Linked DNA regions of Mus musculus: regions 1, 2, 4 and 5 are each linked to region 3. A link is a contact called in public HiChIP or PLAC-seq and promoter capture Hi-C data. All regions are on one chromosome and are shown on one strand. Each heading gives the region's core, a stretch centred on a gene start, on an enhancer-like site or on the middle of the called end of the contact. The rest is flanking DNA. Distances are from core to core; before and after follow the strand shown.

Region 1 (3,651 bases), core at 456-2,955, 330 kb before region 3:
TAGAGCTGTCAAAATTTCAGCAAGATTTTTCTAAAAATTGCTTGTTGTGTGTATGCATGATGCATGTGTGCGGGTACATGTGCCTTGGTGCCCATGTGGCTGTCAGGGAACAACTTTGTGATATCAATTCCTTCCTCCCATCTGTATGTGGGTTTGGAGATGGATCTCAGGTCACTCTACCTACTAAGTCATCTTGCTAAAGCAAGATGCTAACACAAGATAACACCAAATTGAGTAGGATTCCTTTGTTTAGATGCAGGTCTCATGTAGCTCAGGCTAGACCGGACTTTGACATATAGGTGAGGCTCAACTTTGGGGGGCTCATAATTCTCCTGCCTCCTGCTTCCACTTTCCAAGTGCTATGTGTATACCACCATGCTTGTTTCTAGTAGGATCTTTAGCGAAAACATAGATAAACTGATTCTAAAATGTACATGGGAGGAACAGAACTAGAAAAACTAAAATTGTAGTGGTAGGAATAAGAGTGACCTTAAAAACTTATAATTTGAATGCTTAGTCATTAGGGCACTACTTGAGAAGGATTAGGAGGTGTGGCATTGTTGGAGGAAGTGTGTCACTGAGGGAGGGCTTTGATGTTTCAAAGCCCAAGCCAGGTCCAGAGGCTCTCTCTCCCTGCTGCCTGCTGCTCTGGATGTAAAACTCTCAGCTGCCATGTCTGCCTGAATGCCACCATGAGGACAATGGACTAAGCCTCCGAAACTCTAAGCAAGCCCCAATTAAACACTTTCTTTTATAAGAATTGCCTGGCTCATGGTGTCTCTTCACAGCAATAGAACACTGACTAAGACAAACACCAGGTCTGAGCTAGCAGGCTGCCATGGTGGGAGTTGAGCCTGCAATCCCGGCACCCAGAGGCAGAAGGAACACGCCAAATTTGTCTAGGTCTACACGGTGAGTTTTATGCCAGTCAGAGATTCACAGTGAGGCCTTGTCTTTAAAAGATAGTGGTAGGTCTCACTCTGCCTTATTCGTCAGCATGTGGGGTGAAAGGGAAAATGACGGGTGCGAAGATCAGCAGAGCAGGAGAGATGGTCTGGAAACAGCACGGAGGGAATGTAGGTCTAGCCTCCGTACACATGCACGCAAGTGCATGCTAGAGAGGAAGGGCTGAAGGGAAAGGCAAGGCGAGCTTGCTGGGAGTAGACACAGGTCTGCACATACACAGATGCAAGAGACCTAACTCCTTCAGGTATGGAAACCAGAGAACCCAGATGTGAATCGCCAGGAAGCCCAAGCTCAGAGGCTTGCAAACCCTCATGGGGGTCACACACACACGGGGTCACCCATCAAGAATCAGAATCAGAGTAAACAATGAGGAAGAGAGGTGAGCCCGCAGCTTCCCTGGGTGTCTGAGTGAGCTCTTTGCAGTTGGAGGTCCTTTCCCTAGTGAAATAAGCTGGGGTGGTGGGGTATCAACAGGGGGTTATCAGATGCTCAGCTCCTGGGAACTTGAGGCAGAAATCAGACTTCTAAGTTTCACCTGGCCTCAAGCCCTGAGGTTGTATTCCTGGCTGCCTTCCTTAATCACGAAGCTTGAGGCCCAGGGGAGACTTTGCCCTTCCCCCTATAGCAGATGTGACCCCTTTCCCTGGCCCAGAGGGTTCAGGAGCCAAACCCTGTCTGCTCCCTGGCGACAGTCACCTCCTCTGTGCTCCCAGGATGAGTCTCAGGTCGCAGGAACCGCCCCGCAGCTGCTGCTGGTCCCCACCTGTGCACTACAGCCCCAGGGGAACTGTGAACCTGCTCCAGTAGGCCCGGAGGACAGGGACACGGTGGAAACCAGACCTCCGTTTGGGAGGTGTGGGGCCAGGGATGTGTTTGTGCCAGCTCCTGGCTGGTCCCCCGGGGGGGGGGGGCGCTTCTGCTTGGAGCCAGGATGCACCTGCCCAAGAAACTATGGTTTCACAGGGAGGTAGGTGATCTAATTCACTCCATCCCAGAGTATCCCAGATGCCCTTTTTAAAGGTCACTTTACCTTGATCCAGGCGAGGAGTACCTCGCCTACCTTCTCTCTCCCACATCGCAGTGGCTTACACTCTCGCTGAGTCACCCTTTCTCCTCAAAGCCAGTTCTTACATCCTACACGTGGCCCTGCAACCTCCAGGTGCTGTGCTCATGCGCGGCCCCACCCGCAGCCTCAGAACAGCTTCCACCTCTCTGCCATCTCCTAGGCCCAATCATTGGGTCGGCTCACATCCCCACCGCCTCTCCATGTGCTCCGTGATCTCTGTGTCTTGTCCTTACACATTCTTGGAGCCAATGAAACGCAAAACTATGCTTACTGTCATTTACGTGGCACGGGTCGGGGGCGGTTTGCTGGGTAGAGGACCGGGGATTCACACCAAACGAGACAATCCGCAGCCTTACAAAGCAATGTTTAAACGGAATCAGGGCAGAGCTTTAGAAAAAAAGCAATTCCAATCTATTAACTTTCAACATAATAAGCAGCAGTTTAAAACCACCATTAAAATAACCAGAATTCTAATTGGAAGACGTATTGATTCAGGATGACTCCAGAAGAGTCTGGGAGCTAGACCAGGAGCAGGCTCACAGGGACATGGTCCTCCATCCTGCCTGAAGACTGAGCCGACTCTCGCCTTCTGCTAGCCCTACAGCCCGGACTCCCAGAAGCTCCGGGTTTCTATGCCCTTTCCACCCTCCCCAGTCCTCACCAGGTGGCATCTTCGCAAAGCTCCACTTGGCAGGATGTGTCTTCACTCCACTTGCCTGTCAGCACCAGGACACAGCCTGACTACTCCTTGTTTTGGGTTCTTTGCGCTCAGGCCTGGCCAACCTGGCTCTCTGGGCTGGCGGTTGGGGCCCAGGAGCCCTCATTGGGGTTTTTGCCCAACAGCGCTTCCCATAGTGCCAAGACCGGATTCCTTGGCCTTCCTGCCTGTACTTCGGGAACCCTTTGTTCCAACGATGGGTTGAGATGTCTCCCAGGTGTTTTAATCAAAGGCCCAGGCTCTTCCTGGCTTCTCTTCCTCTCACTGAACTTGGAGTTGAAAAAAAGTGACATCAAGCTGGGGCAAGGGGTGTGTGTGTGTGTGTGTGGGGTGGGGTAAGGGTGTGGTTAGCACAGACCATTAATTCTAACACTTGGGAGGCAGAGACAGTTGGGAGGCAGAGACAGGAGGATCACTGTTAATTGGAGACCAGCCTGTTTTACATATTGAGTTCCAGGACAAACAAGGCTATACAGAGTGACCATGTCTCAATGGGGAACTCCCCCTCAAAAAAAAAAAAAGCTACATTAAAATCAACACGTGAAAAAAAGCCAACTTGCCGGAGGAAGCCTGGAAGCCTTCCTGATCCTGGCATTATCCAACCAACAGAGTGTGCTTGAAACAAAGGTTGTGAAATACGACAAACAGAGGTTGAGGGCTGTGAAGAGCCATATACTTGTAGCCAGATGATGTTTTGGGGGCTTTCCTCAGCTCACTGGCCGACTTGCATCCTTGGGAGTGTCTCTTTCCTCTCTTCTCTCTCTCTCCCCCTTTCTCTTTCTCTCTTTCCTTCCTTCCTTCCTTCCTTCCTTCCTTCCTTCCTTCCTTCCTTCCTTCCTCCCTCCTTCCCTCCCTCCCTCCCTCTCCCTCTCTCTCTCTCTTTCTTTCTCTTTCTGTCTGT
Region 2 (3,592 bases), core at 16-2,515, 350 kb before region 3:
GCACAGGCCCTGTTGGGTTCTTAGCTGGTCCTTTGAAAGCACCCACAGGCAGACAACCCCCGCCCCTCCCCCACACCTGAGCAGGTACCCTGTAAACCCTGCTGATAGCTGGTATGGAAAGCTTTGTTCTTGGCAGATGTGGTCAGCTCCTGGAAAGCATGTTAGGAGACAGCCAGACAGAGCTCCAAGAACCTGAGACCTATTCCGAGGGCCTGAGTGTGTCCAGACTGTTGAGGGTCTAGGCCACAAAGACAGAAAGGGGGTGAGGAAACCAGGTGGGCCCCAAATAGTGTCAAGGCAGTAGGCGCCTCAGAAAGGTTCCAGAGAGAGAAAGTGTGGATTGCGGTGTTAGTGGAGGAACATGGATAAGCCAGTGGGAAGCCAGGCTCCAGATCCCCCAAGTAGTAGCAGTTCAGGAACGACAGTTGAATCGTTTAGACATCAAACTGAAGTCCAGGGAGCAATGGCTCTCAACTCATTCTCACCCAGCTATGACAGATGACAACTCCAAGTCCTGGGTTGCTCTTGGGTCAGTGACTTAGCCAGGGGTCAACAACAGTTGAGTCTAATTTCACTGGTGTCTTAAGGTATAGGTAAAAAGGACACAGGGAGACTGCTGTAGGCTGTGTCTACTTGAGCTGCTCAGGACGGAACTATGGGCATAATAGTCATCAACAAAGGACCTTTGGTAGTTGTGAGCAGCTAAAGGGACACTTTGTCAGATGGCCTTAGAGCAGAGGGACAAGTTCCCAGGAGGGAGGATCTAGGGTTTAGGAGGCTCTCATAAGTACCCAGCTAGGAGCATGAGATCTGAGCCTAGCTGATGGGCGAACACTCAAGGTGTGCTCCAGGGAGCTGAGGCTGGGTTGAGAGGTCTGAGGGCAATGCTTTCTCTGTCGCCCAGCCACGTGCGCATCGTGGCGCGCGAGCAGCGGGTGACGCACACAGAGCTAGTGTCAGCGTAGGCCTCAGGGCCGCACGACTGTCCTCCCGGACTTCCGCTTCTCAGAGGGGGCCGACTCCTCGCACACCCCCAGCCACAAACGCCCACGAAGAACGAGGGAACAACACGCGTAACTCGCGGAGCCGGAGAGTGACCTTCCTCAGCGCGGCCTGGGGGGCGAGGCTCGGAAGGCCCCGCCCTACGCTGCCATTGGCTGAGTCCCCGTGTCCTTTCAAAACCTCGATTTTCATTGGCTTATGCGGCCCCGCCCGCGCTGCCGGAGACATAAGGGGGCCGCCGCCCGCGCGCGAGCTGCGCGTGCGCAGGGCGGGTGAGAGCGCCGTGAAAGCCGCGGAACGCCGTGCACCTCCGCGACTCTACTACGGCAAGCTAGTCCGGACGGGTCGTCGTCCCCGCGCGCCACCAGCCCTTGGTGAAACGACAGGGAGCGTCCGGCTTCCCCAGCACCGCCCTGCGAGACTCAAAACAGCCACACCGCAAAGCGAGCCTCGGGCGGAAGGAGGCGGAGCTTCAGGCGGCCCCGCCTCCGCGGAAGGATACACATCTCCGTGGTCCAAAACCCCGGGGCGAGGCGGCCGGGGCGTGTGAGCTGCTCGGCCAGCTGCCGTCTACGCGCTTTCGCGCGGCCACCGGGCAACTGCGCCGCGCGGCTGCCCCGCTGAGCGCTCGGCCTCGGGGCCGTGGGATCCGCCGCGCTGTCTGCGGTCAGGAAGACCGCCCTCCCGCGTCCTTGCCGGACGGGTCAGAGGCGGCACCGCACGCGAGGCCACCCGCGATGCTGCTGTCCAAGTTCGGCTCCCTGGCGCACCTCTGCGGGCCTGGCGGCGTGGACCACCTCCCAGTGAAGATCCTACAGCCAGGTATGTGTGGGGACCAGGGAGGGGGCCTGGGCGGGGGCCGGGGGGTGGCTTTGGGTCATCATCAACCCGATTGTTTGTCCCACAGCCAAGGCTGACAAGGAGAGCTTCGAGAAGGTGTACCAGGTGGGCGCCGTGCTGGGCAGCGGCGGCTTCGGCACGGTCTACGCGGGCAGCCGCATCGCCGACGGACTCCCGGTGAGTCGTGGCTCCGGGCGCACCCGCGTGGACGATCGCCACGCTCGGCCGCCCGTCTGACCGCTCGCGTGTCGCCCCCTCTTTTCCCCGCAGGTGGCTGTGAAGCACGTGGTGAAGGAGCGGGTGACCGAGTGGGGCAGTCTCGTAAGTATGCGGGTGCGGGGCGTGCGGGTGCGGGGCATGCGGGTGTGGGTTGCCTTGGCTTTGTCCGATGACCGCCTTGTCCCCCAGGGCGGAGTGGCCGTGCCCCTGGAGGTGGTGCTGCTGCGCAAGGTGGGCGCGGCGGGCGGCGCGCGCGGCGTCATCCGCTTGCTGGACTGGTTCGAGCGGCCCGACGGCTTCTTGTTGGTGCTGGAGCGACCCGAGCCGGCACAGGACCTCTTCGACTTCATCACTGAACGAGGCGCCCTGGACGAGCCGCTGGCGCGTCGCTTCTTCGCGCAGGTGCTTGCCGCTGTGCGGCACTGCCACAATTGTGGGGTCGTGCACCGCGACATCAAGGACGAGAACCTGCTGGTGGACCTGCGCTCGGGAGAGCTGAAGCTCATCGACTTCGGCTCGGGCGCGGTGCTCAAGGACACGGTCTACACTGACTTTGATGGTGAGCAGGTGGTGCGGCGTTCCGGCGACTGTTAGGCGGCCACGCGCCACGCCTGGCTTACGGGAGGGGTGGGGGGGACTGGGGACACCGGGGTAGCCCTCTGCGGTGTGAGGGCGCAGGGTCTGGGGACGGTGGGTGGCAGCCAGGGAGACCCGCGATACGCGCGTGACGCAGGGCCCCCGCCAGCCGCCTCGGCGCCGTGGCCCCTCCCTGTGCCGGGGAGGGCGCTCGCGGGCCTCCCTTGCGTGCGTGCGTGCGTGCGGAGCGCGGGGGCGCCGCAGTAGAAATCCCCGCATTGCGGAGCGCGGGGAAGCCGGGGCTCCCCCACTCCTCTCCTCCCTCCTCCCATCTCTCCCGCCCCTCCTCTTTCTAAGCTCCTCTCCTCCCCTTTCCGAGCCTTGCAGAGCTGAGCAAGGCGAGCCGGGGCGGGAGGAGCTAGAACACCAGGCCTGGTTCCCAGTGGCTTACGTTGTATCTGTTTGTTGTGAAACTGGAGCCGGAGCTCATGTGACGCGCTCCTGCCTTGGGGCCTGTTAGGGGTGGGCCTTCACCTCCCCTTCACTCCTGTTCCTCCCCTGCCCTCCATGTCCCTCCTTTCCTGAGTCCCGCCTGCAGCTGTGTTGGGGTTTTTCCAGGGTGATGACAAGCAAGATTCTCAGAGGCCCCATGGAGGCTGGCTGAGAGCTAATGAAGGCCCGTTGTTCAGTGTGTTCACCCCCCAGTGTGTATATATCCTGATGTGTACCTAATCCCGATTCTTCCCTCAGGCACCCGTGTGTACAGCCCCCCAGAGTGGATCCGATATCACCGATATCACGGGCGGTCTGCCACTGTGTGGTCTCTGGGTGTACTGCTCTACGACATGGTGTGTGGGGACATTCCCTTTGAGCAGGATGAGGAGATCTTGCGCGGCAGGCTCTTTTTCCGGAGGAGGGTCTCCCCAGGTGTGTTGTAGAAGCTGGCTGGGGCCGT
Region 3 (3,915 bases), core at 191-2,690:
TTTGGTATCTCCGCACAAGCCCCAGTTCTGCAGCACATTCGGCTTCTGTATTCAGGGTATCACTTCAGTCAGGATGGCCTGGGAAAAGCTGTGCTGCAAGAGACCACACCGCGAACCCAGGCGCCTCCAATTTTGCTTTCCAAACCGGGGAAGAAAACAAAACAAAAAAAATCGATTTCCTTTCCTCCAACAGTGTCTCTTTGGCGCCCTCTGCTGAGAAAAGGGGGAAACACAGCAGCACCACTTCAAAGAAAAAAAAAATCTTGGAAGGGCCCAGAAATGTCTCCCCCTTAGACATTTTTACACTCTGTAGTCCTAGCTGACCCGGAACTCGCTGAGTAGAGTAGAGTAGGCGAGTCTCGAACTGGCAGAGATCCCCCCTGCCTCTGGTATTAAAGATGTGCGCCAGTATGTTTTGCTTGCCTGAAACTCCTCCTGCTTTGGTCTCCCAAGTGCAACCACCCACGCCGGCTTATACTTTCGCACAGCGGTAGTGAACTTGCCACTGAGAGTGAGTGAGTTCATAGCTAGCATGTGTTGACACATTCCTTACATGTTTCTTTTTTTTTTTTTTTGATATTTTCCCATGGCTCACACTGCCACCGGAAATCAGTCTCATTTTAGAGATTAATTTAATTTGAACTCATTTCAACCCATGTTAGATGGCCACGTATGTGACGTACACAAGCCCTGGACAACAAGGATCGGTATCCAAGAAAAGAAAAAAAAAAAACAAAACAAAACGAAACTAAACAACAAAACAAAACAAAACAAAACGGCTTTGATCTCAACACAGAGGCAGAGGCAGAGAGACAGGAGAATCTCTTGTGAGTTCGAGGCCAGCCTGGTGTACAAAGCAAGTCCGGGACAGCCAGGGCTCTGTTACACTGAGAAACCCTATCTCGAAAAACCAAAAAAAAAAAAAAAAAAAAAAAAAAAGGTAAAAAGGGCTAGCTCAGCGGTTAAGAGCACTGACTGCTCTTCCAAAGGTCCTGAGTTCAAATCCCAGCCACCACATGATGGCTCACAGCCATCCGCAGTGAAATCTGATGCCCTCTTCTGGTGCATCTGAAGACAGCTACAGTGTACTTACATTAAATAAATAAATAAATAAGGAAAAAAAAAACCAAAAAAACAAACAAACCAAGTAGATCAGCGGACAGTCCAGTTCAGAAACAGGACGTAGCGGAGACGAGCGCGCGCACCGCTCTGGGGACTTGAAGGTGCCCAGAGGATTTATTTAGCACAGCCAGCTCGATCACGGGGACGCCTCAGGACGTTCCCCCAGCGCGACTCCACCAGACAGACCCTGGACCGCGGCCGCCACTCTGTGCCTCCTCCGGTGGCCCCGCCCCCGGGGCGCGCCCCCGCCCCTCCCCCGTCCGCGCGCTCGCCCGCCGGCCCGCTCGCTCGCTCGCGCGCGCCCCCGCCGCCGCCGCCGCCATTTTGGAGCGATCTCGCCCGCGGCCCCGAGCCGGTCCCGAGCGGGTCCCGAGCCTCCCGCCGGCTGCGCCCGAGTCCGAAGGCGCCGCGCCGCGGGGTCGGGCCCATGTGCGTGCGGCCCGCTCCAGGCCGTCCGCACTTCACCTCTGCGAGCGTCCTGGCCTCGCTTGGGCCTCCCTCGGAGGAGGAGTCGCTGCGACCCCCAGCCTGCTGGGCAGGTGAGTGCGGCCGCGCGCCCACCGCTTCCTGCGGCCCGGGGACAGGAGGGACACCCCCACCCCCCACCGCCTTCGGGCCGTCAGCGTCCTGCTGTCACTCAGCTTGTGCGGTCAGCGCCCTGTCAGTAGAGCAGCGCCTTTGTCACCCTGCGCTTCGTCAGGGGGTCAGCGCCTCCATCAGTCTGCTTCCCGGTCAGCCAGCACTCTCCACTGCCGTCATTCATTCATCCATCCATCCATCCATCCATCCATCCCTTCCCTTCCCTCAGCGCTCACCCTTCTTGACAGTCAACATCCCTTTTAGCTACTATCCCAGCTCCTGGCCTGTCAGTGGTCAGTTTTTCCCCACTCTCAGAATTAGTCTCAGCCTCTTAGTGGCCGCCTGGTTCTCTCCCTCCCAGTTGTCCACCTCTGCTCCTATCAAGGTCCCTCACCTCTGTCGGTGGCTGTAGAGGTGGGGCGGACCTTGGATACAGGGCCTGGGGAGTTGTCAGTGTTCCCTATCTCATCTTTGGGTTTTTTTTTTTTTTCCACCCTCCTCATCAGGGGCCCCGCTGGTGGTGACCTTTCCACCTATCAAGCGTTCCCTCCCCGCTCGCTCATCTCCTCCTACCAGTGCCCACTGCCAAGCGCTCGCTTTGTTATTGTCCTTTATTTCCATCCCATTCCTCTTCCGGGTCGTTCCCCAGTTGTCATCATCACCCACTGTCTTTCTCCCACTCCCCCCCCCCCCCCATCATCTTTTGCTTCTCCCATGCGCCTCTTCTTTCTGGAACTTCTTCACCTGCTACTTTGTATCCTCACAGCTGACTACTCACTTAGTGAAGGCTGTTTCCAATCTATTACGGAGCTCTTGCTGTTCGCTATCAGCTCTCAGTCCAGTCACTTTCCCCAATTCTCGCTTTCTGCTGTAGCCCCTCCCCGCAATTTGTCACCATCCTCAACCATGTCCCTAGGCCTTATTCCAGACAGGTTTTCAGGTTTTCACTGACACCTTCATCTGTGTCCTACCTGACAATGCTGCTTGCTGGCTTCTTACCATCTCATTCCATTCCCTATCCCCCCCCCCCCCTTTCCGGGACTGTTTTACTGTGTAGCCATAGATGTCCTGGAACTCTGGCCTTAAACTCCATAGAGATCCGCCTGCCTCTGCCTCCCTAGTGCTGGTATCAAAGGCGAGGGCTACTGTCACCCAGCTTCAGTCCTCATTCTTATCTCTTCACGCCTCTCTCCCTTTCTGTTTTTCTGAGACAGGGTCTTGCTATGGAGTCTTGGCTATCTATGTAGAGCAAGCTGGACTGAAACTCAGAGATTTGCCTACCTTTGCCTGGGATTAAAAGTTTTCCCAACCAAGTCTGATGTGTTCATCTCTTGATGTTCTTATGTTCTGGGTCAGCCCTTTGACCTCTCTGGTTCTCATGTGAGCTAAATAAGCTCTTGGAGGCAAAAAAGAGGCTATCGCCGGGCAGTGGTGGCGCACGCCTTTAATCCCAGCACTTGGGAGGCAGAGGCAGGCGGATTTCTGAGTTCGAGGCCAGCCTGGTCTACAAAGTGAGTTCCAGGACAGCCAGAGCTATACAGAGAAACCCTGTCTCGAAAAACAAACAAACAAACAAACAAAAAAAAAAAAAAAAAAAAAAAAAGAGGCTATCTTTTGTTTGTTTTTTTTCTAGACAGGGTTTCTTTGCGTAGTCCTGGCTGTCCTAGAACTAGCTCTGTAGACCTAGACCAGGCTGGCCTCAGACTCACAGAGATCCACCTGGCCTCTGCCTCCCAACTGATGGGATTAAAGTATGCTACCATTGCCCAGTAAGAAATTAGCTTTAAGGAGGAGGGTGGGAGAGCAGGCCAGAGCCTTTCAACACGGACATCGGGAGGAGATGGAAAGGGCCCAGATCTCTTGCAGGAACTAGATAATATTGGTGTGTCTAGGTTGGCTGAGAATGTTTGTCTTCTAGTCAGCCTTACAGCTTGAGGGGGGTGGGGGGTGAGGGGGGTGGTTCTAGGCTGGAGATTGAGTTGTGGGGCATTATGACTATCTGGATAGGAGGGGGTGTTGTGGTTCAAACCTCAGTAGTTAATTTAGGGAGGTATTTTGGAGGAAAAGCTGTTGAAGCTTCTTAGAGCCGTAAGTAACAATTGAAGAGGGGTATGAGAGAGTGAGAGAGCTCAGAGAGAGTCCCAGACTTCTCGGTAGAAGTGAAATGGCTGGGTAGTAGCATCGTCTAATTAAATGGAGAAGCTGGGTTGAGGC
Region 4 (3,430 bases), core at 602-3,101, 260 kb after region 3:
CCCACTGCTGGTTATGGATCACCATAACGTGCCTAGCACCTCTCGAGTCTTTTATACAGTCAACAAACAGCTAGGGTGGAAGTTACCCTAGAGTCCTGGCCTGTGATAGAGCAACGAGTATCCCTTGCTTGGCTCGTACCCGTTATCTGCAGTGAAGATGACTAGTGTCTCTTCCAGCAGACCGAGGTCCCCCACAGTTGTCATCAAGGCCCCTACAGCTCCATCCAGCTCCATCAAGGAGTCCCCAAATGGCCCACGGCCTGAGCGCTTGGTGAAGCTTTGTCCACTGAACTGAGGGTAGTGAGTGTGCTGGGGGCAGAGACTGGAGTCAGCACTGGCTGGGTACAGGTCTTGGGCAGTCAGGGGGCGGGGCCAGGGTCACTCACGTGGGAAGCGTAGTACAGGAAGAACGGTCGGCCCTGGCGCTGGGCATCAGCCATGAGGTCTCGGGAGAAAGACACATACCGGGCCTCCAGTCCAGGCAGCCAAGGGGGCTGGGCCTCCACTGTCAGGTTGGCCAGTAGTGGGATGGGAACAAGGCCTTGGTCACAGCCACCTTTGCAGGGGATGTCTGGTGGGAAGCACGTTAGGTTCTGACAGGGACCCTGGGGAGAGCAGAGAGCGGTTAGTGTGAGGGAGGACTGGCTACGGGTTAGGGTACAGTTGGTATGCGGGCTTGGGTGTGTGTTGGGGGGCAGCAGAGGGTCCGGCTGGTTTGTACCTGGTCATGGGAATATGGGATGCCCAGGAATCGGTGGAAGCCCTGATGCGGGGGCAGGAAGGCCCCCTCTGGCCCCACTCCAAGATGCCACTTGCCAGCCATCCCTGTAAGGTAGCCTCGAGCAGCCAGGACTTCGGCTAAAGTCACCTCCTCCAAGGGCAAGCCCCCTTGGGAACTGGGCCCCAGAACTCCAGGGTACATGCCTGATCGAACTGGGAGCCGGCCAGTCAGGAGGGCGGCCCTGTAGTACAAACCACAGAATCCATTATCTGCGAGTCCCACAGAGATGAACCCAGAGAGAAGAGGGAGAATGGTGGACATACCCACAGAGAGACAGAAATGGGATGAGCCAGGGGAGAGGGGAGGGGCAAAGGTCCCTCACTCACCGAGATGGCGTGCACAGAGACACAGGCACATAGAAATCTGTGAACCGTAGTCCACCTTCAGCCAACTGATCCAGGTTAGGGGTGGTAGAACTGGGGTGCCCATAGGAGCCGAGGTCCCCATAGCCCAGGTCATCCGCAAAGATCAGCAGGATGTTAGGTGGGCTGGCAGTGCTCAGGCCTGCAGCCAATGCCAAAAAGAGGGTCCCCAGGGCCATGACAGAGATACAGATGGGCCTGTGTCCTCAGTCCCTTGGTAGGGAAGGCAGAGCGATTCCAGCAGGCTCGTTCCTTGAGCGCCCAGGCCAGCCCCTACCTGAGGCCCCAGTCCCGAGCCCTCCTCCTCCCCTGAGCCGCCAGACCCAAATAATCCTTCTGTCTGTAGGTCCACTCTCTGAAGCTCCAGCGAATCTGTCAGAACTCGGAAGGGGGTGGCCTGGGGTGTAACTCCACAGAGCCCCTAAAGGACCAGGGCTTCATTAACGTCACGAGCGGGGATCTGACCCTGTTCACCCAGAGGTGCCAGCACAGGCTTGGGATCAGGAGCAGAAGTCACTTCACATTGACCCGGGAGGCTCCAGCGCCATGGGACAAGGGCGGTTCGAAATTGAGGAGGAACTGGTGGTAGACAGCGTCGATCTCAGGCAGTCTCGGATACGCCCGCGGTCACGTGACAATTGGCTGACCCAGAAGGGGCGGGCTCTGGGACTGGGCGGTACAGAGTCGGGGCTAGGTGGAGCTGGGACCGGGCGAGGCGGAGCTGGGGAGCCGAGCCAAGCGGGTTTGTGTGCCTATGGGAACCTTCCGGGTGGGGCTGCTGCGGACCTGGGACCGGGGCGGGATAGGGTGAGGCTGGAGATTGCTCGCGTGCTCCCGATCCTTATCTGCGCCGGTTGGGGTGTCCCGTGCTGGGCTTGGTAACCTTACGTTCTTTGCTCCTGCGCGCTAGGCTCAGGACTGCCTAGCAGTGCAGCACTACAGCTATCTGGCTCTCCTGCTGTGTCGCTCTTAAATGCGTGTCTGGAGTTCCTCTGGCGAATGGTGGGCTGTTTGTCTCATTTCCTCTGATGAGATACTTGAGGGATCCTTGTTGAAAAAACATCAGCATCCCCCTTCTGACTGAGCAAAGAGGCAAAAACCATGGAGTCTGACTGCAACAAACCAGGAAGACAAATCTGATTGGCTGCTGGCTTTTTGCTCACAACCACCTTTGGTGAATTTTGTGAAACACAATGTATCAAATTATTTAAAAAAATCCTTTCCCTTCTACACGCGTAACTGGTGTTTAAGGTTGAGTGTGTGTGTGTGTGTGTGTGTGTGTGTGTGTGTGTGTGTATCTGTGGTGTTAGAGCTGGGATGTGTGTCTGTGAGTCTGGTGTTTGAGAAGGGTTGCTGGGTTCCTGTGTGGTATAGCTTAGGGCACATTAGTATTGAACTAATGGGAAGACAACATGACTTGTTTCTAACTCTTCATTTATACATTATTGAATATAACCTTTTTTTCTTATCAGTTTTAACTGTTAAGGGAGACTAACAGATATATCCCTCAGAGGGTGGAAGGGTGGGTTCTTAGTGTACTTTAACATCTAAAGGTCCCTGTGGTAACTGGACTTCCCAGATCTCCCCGCCCCCAAAAGCCCCTGACCTGAGTCACTTTTCCGGAGCAAGTCTCTTCCAGGGTATTTCCTTGCAGGTGGCTGTTCCTAGGGAAGTCATTTGTCCAGATTCTTGGCTTTGATTCCTCTCCAAGACAGAGTGGCACTCTAAGACCTCTGGCGTCAAGATGGTCACGACCTGCGCACCCAGGAAGGAAGACGCTGGAGCCAGGGGGGAGATAAACAGGGTTCTGGAAGGGCCTCCCGACTACAGTAGCGGATCAGACTCAGGATCACCCAGTGGTCTAACACAGGCTCAGGTCAGGAGCAGACAACACGTGACACTGAGTTGAAGGTGCCCTCTGGCAAGCAGAATGAGGGTGGTTCAGAATGACGAGTAAACTGGTCATTGATTTATTGATTTTTTTTTTTTTCACTGAAGCCTGGCTCTCTGGGCATCTGGAATTCTCCCGATGAAATCTGCAAGAAACTGCAGGAGGAAAGTTCGAAACTGCAGAGACCCCAGAGATGGCACAGGAAGGAGCTGGGTCTGACTGAGGCTACTGCACACCTCATGTGAAGTGGGGGGTGGCTGGGGGCGGGGGGGGGGGAGCAATCTTCAGTTAGTGGCTCTCTTAGTGTCACATTCCAGCACGGTTTCTGGACTTGTGCACGGGTGGGGGTTGCCGGTAGTCCTTCTATTTAGAGTCAGGACAGAAAGCTCTTCTGTG
Region 5 (3,832 bases), core at 1,312-3,811, 460 kb before region 3:
TTACATGGCTTGATCATCTGCATGGCTGCCCATCTCTGCTTGCCCATCTGAACAGGGTTAGGTACAGTCAAGGAGCTGCTTCATTTCTCAGATAGTAAATGGAGGCCTCACTGAATCTCAGCAGGACTGGGTCTGGGAGTGAGTGAGCTAGAACCCCCTATCCAAGATAGGTCAGTATCCAGGCCATAACTCAATGCACACCCTTTGATTGGTGCCTGCACCCACCTGTTAAACTAACCATGATTTCTGAGTTCGAGGGCAGCCTGGTCTACAGGATAGCCAGAGCTATACAGAGAAACCCTGTCTCGAAAAAATGTAAAACAAAACAAAACAGTACCTGTGTAACACCCAAAAGCTACTTTAGCTACTTTGATATACTCAGACTGCTTAGTGACCACCGGTGTAGCTCCAAGATCCCAGGGCTCAGGACTGGCCATTCTGGGTTTTTGTTTTGTTTTTGTTTTTGTTTTTTGAGACAGGGTTTCTCTGTGTAGCCCTGGCTGTCCTGGAACTCATTCTGTAGACCAGGCTGGTCTTGAACTCAGAAATCCGCCTGCCTCTGCCTCCCGAGTGCTGGGATTAAAGGCGTGCGCCACCACGCCTGGCTAAGGACTGGTCATTCTGGAGCAGACTGTGAAGACCTTTGTGCCTTCTGCCTGGTTACCTTTGGGGGGAGGGGCTCCTTCGTACCTAGAAACAAGGGACTAGATTTCTGCCCTGGATCATATAGTAGGCAAACCCTTGTCCTGAGGTTTCCTGTCTTCTTGGAAATCGGGTATGAGTACAGATGGACTGCCTGATCTCCCCGTTCTCAGGGACAGTCCCTCTGGAAGGGCTGATGCTCTGCCTGTAGCATCCACCTCTCCATTGCTAGACCTACTGCCTCATTCTAACATAGCAAATAAGAGCCAGGTAGAATTTCAAGTGTTACCATCTTTTGTCTAAGGTGGCGGTTGCCTTTTACACGGTCTCTGTGGACACGCAGTTTCCTAACCCTCCAAAACCCCTCGACATCTTGACACTATTCAAGTTCCAGAAGGGTAAGCCTGCTCCGTGCGCTCCAGGCAAGCACCCTCATTGTCTTCTACTTCCCGTTTTCCTTCTTCCCCTGCACAGCCTGTGCAGGGCTAGGAGCACAGAGGGGCCATCTCCAGGTGAAGAGTTTGTGCAGGTGCTTCTGTATAAACAAATGGAAGCTCGTCAAGACTTTCCGGCTGGGCTGAGACATCCTAAGCTAAAGCTCAAACTCTCTCCTAGCTACTTTACTTGTTCTAGGCGCTACCCCTTAGCTCTATAGCTCAAGAACCCATGTCTCAACAGTTCTCCTGGGGCTTCGGAAATCCTTCATGAAGGCAGATGTTCTCTTTCCTCTGGGGTGTAGGGTACGAGGGGCATAACAAGGAGAGGAAGGTTACTGGGAAAAAACTTCTGTACCCTACGGGAACCTGCTAGCTGAGGACCTCCACCCAGGTCTTTCTGCTGTTCCCCATTGAGTCTCATATGGAGCCACCACCTCCACCACAAACATCAGCTTCCCTGAATGGAAGGCGAAGAAGACAGAAGCCAGGCTCAGGGTTCCACACCAATGATGACTTCCACCAGCAGTGCACTGGCAGCCCAACCACCTTCCCTTGAACTTAAAGACACAGAATCCCAAACCATGTCCATTGACCAGTGATGGTGAATCAGGGTAAGCAAGGTGTGACATCAGCACTCGACGCCTCCCCCGACCGCACCACCACCACCTCAATCACAGAAGGAAACTCCTAAACACGCAGAACAGGAGATGGGCGTAGGACAGAACTCCCGCATAAGAGAACAAGCTGTGGTCTAAAGTGTCATCAGAGAAGGACCTCTGGGATAAATTCCACCTGCAGAAATTACATGGTCCGCACAGGCATCTGAACTGGGGCGTTCAATGTTCAGCTCCTTATTTCTTTTACCCAAACATGGCCCCAGGCCCTGAGCAGCTAGCACCTGCTGTGTCTAGCCTCCACCCAAGGGCTACTGAAAGTGGTTGCGCGCAACGCCCCCGGAGAAGGCGCCCGCCTTGACCACAAGCCCGGAAGCTCCGCGGCCAGCCGTTGAGAGCGCAGGACCACCCTAACGGCCAAGCCCTAAGAAGAAACCACTGAGAACGCGCGCTTCTCAAACGCGCAGCAATTCCAACCAACCGCCGTGGCGACTGCGCCTGCGTAGTCTTCGGACCGAACGCCCGACAGGGCAGGTGCGCCAGACCGCGCTTGCGTAGTTTGACGGAGGAGGCCAGCGACCAGACCTCGTGTGTGTGAGACTGCGCCGGAGTAACCTGACCTCCGGAGATGGGGCGAGGGGAAACTGCGCCTGCGTAGTCTTCGTAGCTCCGCCCCGTTTGCCTAGCCGGGGCCCATCCAGCCGTACTCTAGGCATCCCCCCCCAAGGCGGGGCAGGTGCGCACGGACTGCGCTTGCGCACGACAGCCCCGCCCCGGGCCCCGCCCCCGACCCGCGCGGGGCCCTGGGAGGGGCGCAGCGTCCGGCGGCGTCGCGGGCGGCGGGGCTGGGGCGGCGGGAGGGGCGGCGGGGGCAGACAAAGCGGCTAATGAATGGGCGCGCCCGTCGCGCTGTTCGCAGCCCGCGGGCCCGCGCAGCGCAGCGCGGAGCCGGCGCCTCAGGTGAGTGCGCGCGGGACGCTCCAGTGGCGTCTTCGACGGCCGGCGCCGCGCAGGGGTTGGGGAACCGCGCCATTGTCCGTGCGCGGCGGGCCGGGTGGAGGCTGTGTCCCGAGACTGCGCCCGGCCCGGCCCAGCCCGGCCCGGCCTCTGACAGCTGCGCCTCGCGCCGCGGGCGGGCCCAGGCCGCGGAGGGGAGCGACCGCGGGACGCCCCGTGGGACCTTTCGTCAGGTGCCGGGCTCCCGCCACGTCGTGGCGTCCCCCAAGCCGGTGCCGGTGGGCGCGCGTGTCCAGGAAGGGGCGCAGGCAGGCGGCACGGCGGTGACACGGGTCGGTGTCACGCTTCTTGGTGCCTGCCTAGCTTGAAGCGTGTGCGTCTGGGTCTGACCGCGGAGGCTTAACGAAACTTAACTCAACGCTTTGGCTCCGTAGCGTCTTCACGGTCGCAGTACCTGCCGTCATTTTTTGTTCCTTTTGTCCTTTTTGGTGCGACCCACTCGCTTCTGCCCGGGATGGCTGCGGGTCCTCGCTCTCCGTCTGGAGGTTCTCACGAGGCTCCAGCGCGTCTTTTCAAGTCCCTGCAGCGCCGAGCCTCAGGAGGAGCGGCTGTCGCGGTTCTGGCGTTTGTAAAAAGGGAAGTCATTTGTTTTTGAAGTTAATTAGGATAAGATTAAGTGTAGTTTTTAAAAGGACACTTGTGCCTTCTGGCTTCGTAAAGCCAGTCAGCCAAGGCAAGTACATTCTTGTGACTTGGTAGGAAGAAAGAAATTTTCCCCTTTATATCGTGGTGATAAAAATTAATAAGACCAGGGAAATTTTAGTTTTGAGTTTTTTTTTTTTTTTTTTTTTTTTTAGTACTCTGAATAAACGTAGTTGCAAGGCACGAATTAATTCCATGCTAAGCAGAATTGAGAAGCTACAAGTTTGGCTCTACACCCTGAGGGAGTGGCTTGTGCATGAAGACATTGGTGCATGCTTTCTGTAATCTATATAAACTTTTTTCTATATAAATTTTTATATAGACTTTTTGTGTGGCTTTTATTTTCATGAGAAGATCTAGTTAAAAATTTTTTTGAATCTTTAGGAAGTTTCAAAGTCTCAGTGTGCTGATAGGTTTTCATCAATTTACACAAACCTAGACATATTTTGGAAGAGGGAACTTTTTTTAATCTCTTATTTT

Evidence for each region. Promoter capture Hi-C pulls out the DNA fragments that hold promoters and counts their contacts. HiChIP or PLAC-seq counts read pairs in DNA pulled down with a chosen protein or histone mark. Capture Hi-C pulls out chosen DNA fragments and counts their contacts.
Region 1: an RNA polymerase II HiChIP or PLAC-seq map of embryonic stem cells shows a contact between it and region 3, with 9 read pairs. The contact joins the enhancer-like site here to the promoter of Ppp6r2 in region 3. A contact is called at or near these places in 4 of 484 Hi-C or Micro-C datasets (cerebellum, embryonic retina and embryonic stem cells) and 5 of 115 datasets of contacts at active chromatin or transcription factors (effector CD8 T cells, embryonic stem cells, pro-B cells and 1 more).
Region 2: a contact with region 3 is called in a promoter capture Hi-C map of pre-B cells. The contact joins the promoter of Pim3 here to the promoter of Ppp6r2 in region 3. A contact is called at or near these places in 21 of 39 promoter capture datasets (the 3T3-L1 cell line, 3T3-L1-derived adipocytes, the C10 cell line and 14 more), 7 of 484 Hi-C or Micro-C datasets (CD4 T cells, CD8 T cells, cerebellum and 4 more), 16 of 115 datasets of contacts at active chromatin or transcription factors (bone marrow-derived macrophages, effector CD8 T cells, embryonic forebrain and 12 more) and 3 of 9 other capture datasets (adipose tissue, liver and pancreatic islet).
Region 4: a promoter capture Hi-C map of liver shows a contact between it and region 3. The contact joins the promoter of C230037L18Rik here to the promoter of Ppp6r2 in region 3. A contact is called at or near these places in 3 of 39 promoter capture datasets (hippocampal neurons, liver and pre-B cells), 2 of 115 datasets of contacts at active chromatin or transcription factors (the SCID.adh cell line and pancreatic cancer cells) and 2 of 9 other capture datasets (adipose tissue and liver).
Region 5: a contact with region 3 is called in a promoter capture Hi-C map of liver. The contact joins the promoter of Zbed4 here to the promoter of Ppp6r2 in region 3. A contact is called at or near these places in 4 of 39 promoter capture datasets (hippocampal neurons, liver and pre-B cells), 2 of 484 Hi-C or Micro-C datasets (B cells and embryonic stem cells), 1 of 115 datasets of contacts at active chromatin or transcription factors (memory CD8 T cells) and 2 of 9 other capture datasets (adipose tissue and liver).

The regions. Positions count from the first base shown.
Region 1 is chr15:88,879,741-88,883,391 of GRCm38.p6, forward strand. No RefSeq gene overlaps it. Among named protein-coding and RNA genes, the nearest start is that of Gm38643, 3.9 kb to the right of the region's middle. Within about 2 kb of position 1,706, at least 10 of the 459 cell types and tissues checked have an H3K27ac peak or open chromatin away from gene starts, as enhancers often do. A contact at or near this core is called in embryonic stem cells, where this site is marked.
Region 2 is chr15:88,860,929-88,864,520 of GRCm38.p6, forward strand. Pim3 (proviral integration site 3) reads left to right here and starts at 1,266. Exons shown (of 6, transcript NM_145478.2): 1 at 1,266-1,824; 2 at 1,910-2,019; 3 at 2,113-2,163; 4 at 2,251-2,620; 5 at 3,388-3,564. The coding sequence starts at 1,740. It overlaps Gm33049, which reads left to right. Exons shown (of 3, transcript XM_006521646.3): 3 at 905-1,578. The coding sequence ends at 1,552.
Region 3 is chr15:89,210,119-89,214,033 of GRCm38.p6, forward strand. Ppp6r2 (protein phosphatase 6, regulatory subunit 2) reads left to right here and starts at 1,441. Exons shown (of 25, transcript NM_026813.2): 1 at 1,441-1,661.
Region 4 is chr15:89,474,401-89,477,830 of GRCm38.p6, forward strand. It overlaps C230037L18Rik (RIKEN cDNA C230037L18 gene), which reads left to right and starts at 1,852. Exons shown (of 5, transcript NR_077233.1): 1 at 1,852-1,885; 2 at 2,859-3,019; 3 at 3,142-3,247. Arsa (arylsulfatase A) reads right to left here and starts at 3,024. Exons shown (of 9, transcript NM_009713.4): 1 at 2,750-3,024; 2 at 1,108-2,255; 3 at 722-962; 4 at 387-605; 5 at 140-309. The coding sequence starts at 1,322.
Region 5 is chr15:88,749,150-88,752,981 of GRCm38.p6, forward strand. Zbed4 (zinc finger, BED type containing 4) reads left to right here and starts at 2,562. Exons shown (of 3, transcript NM_181412.3): 1 at 2,562-2,653.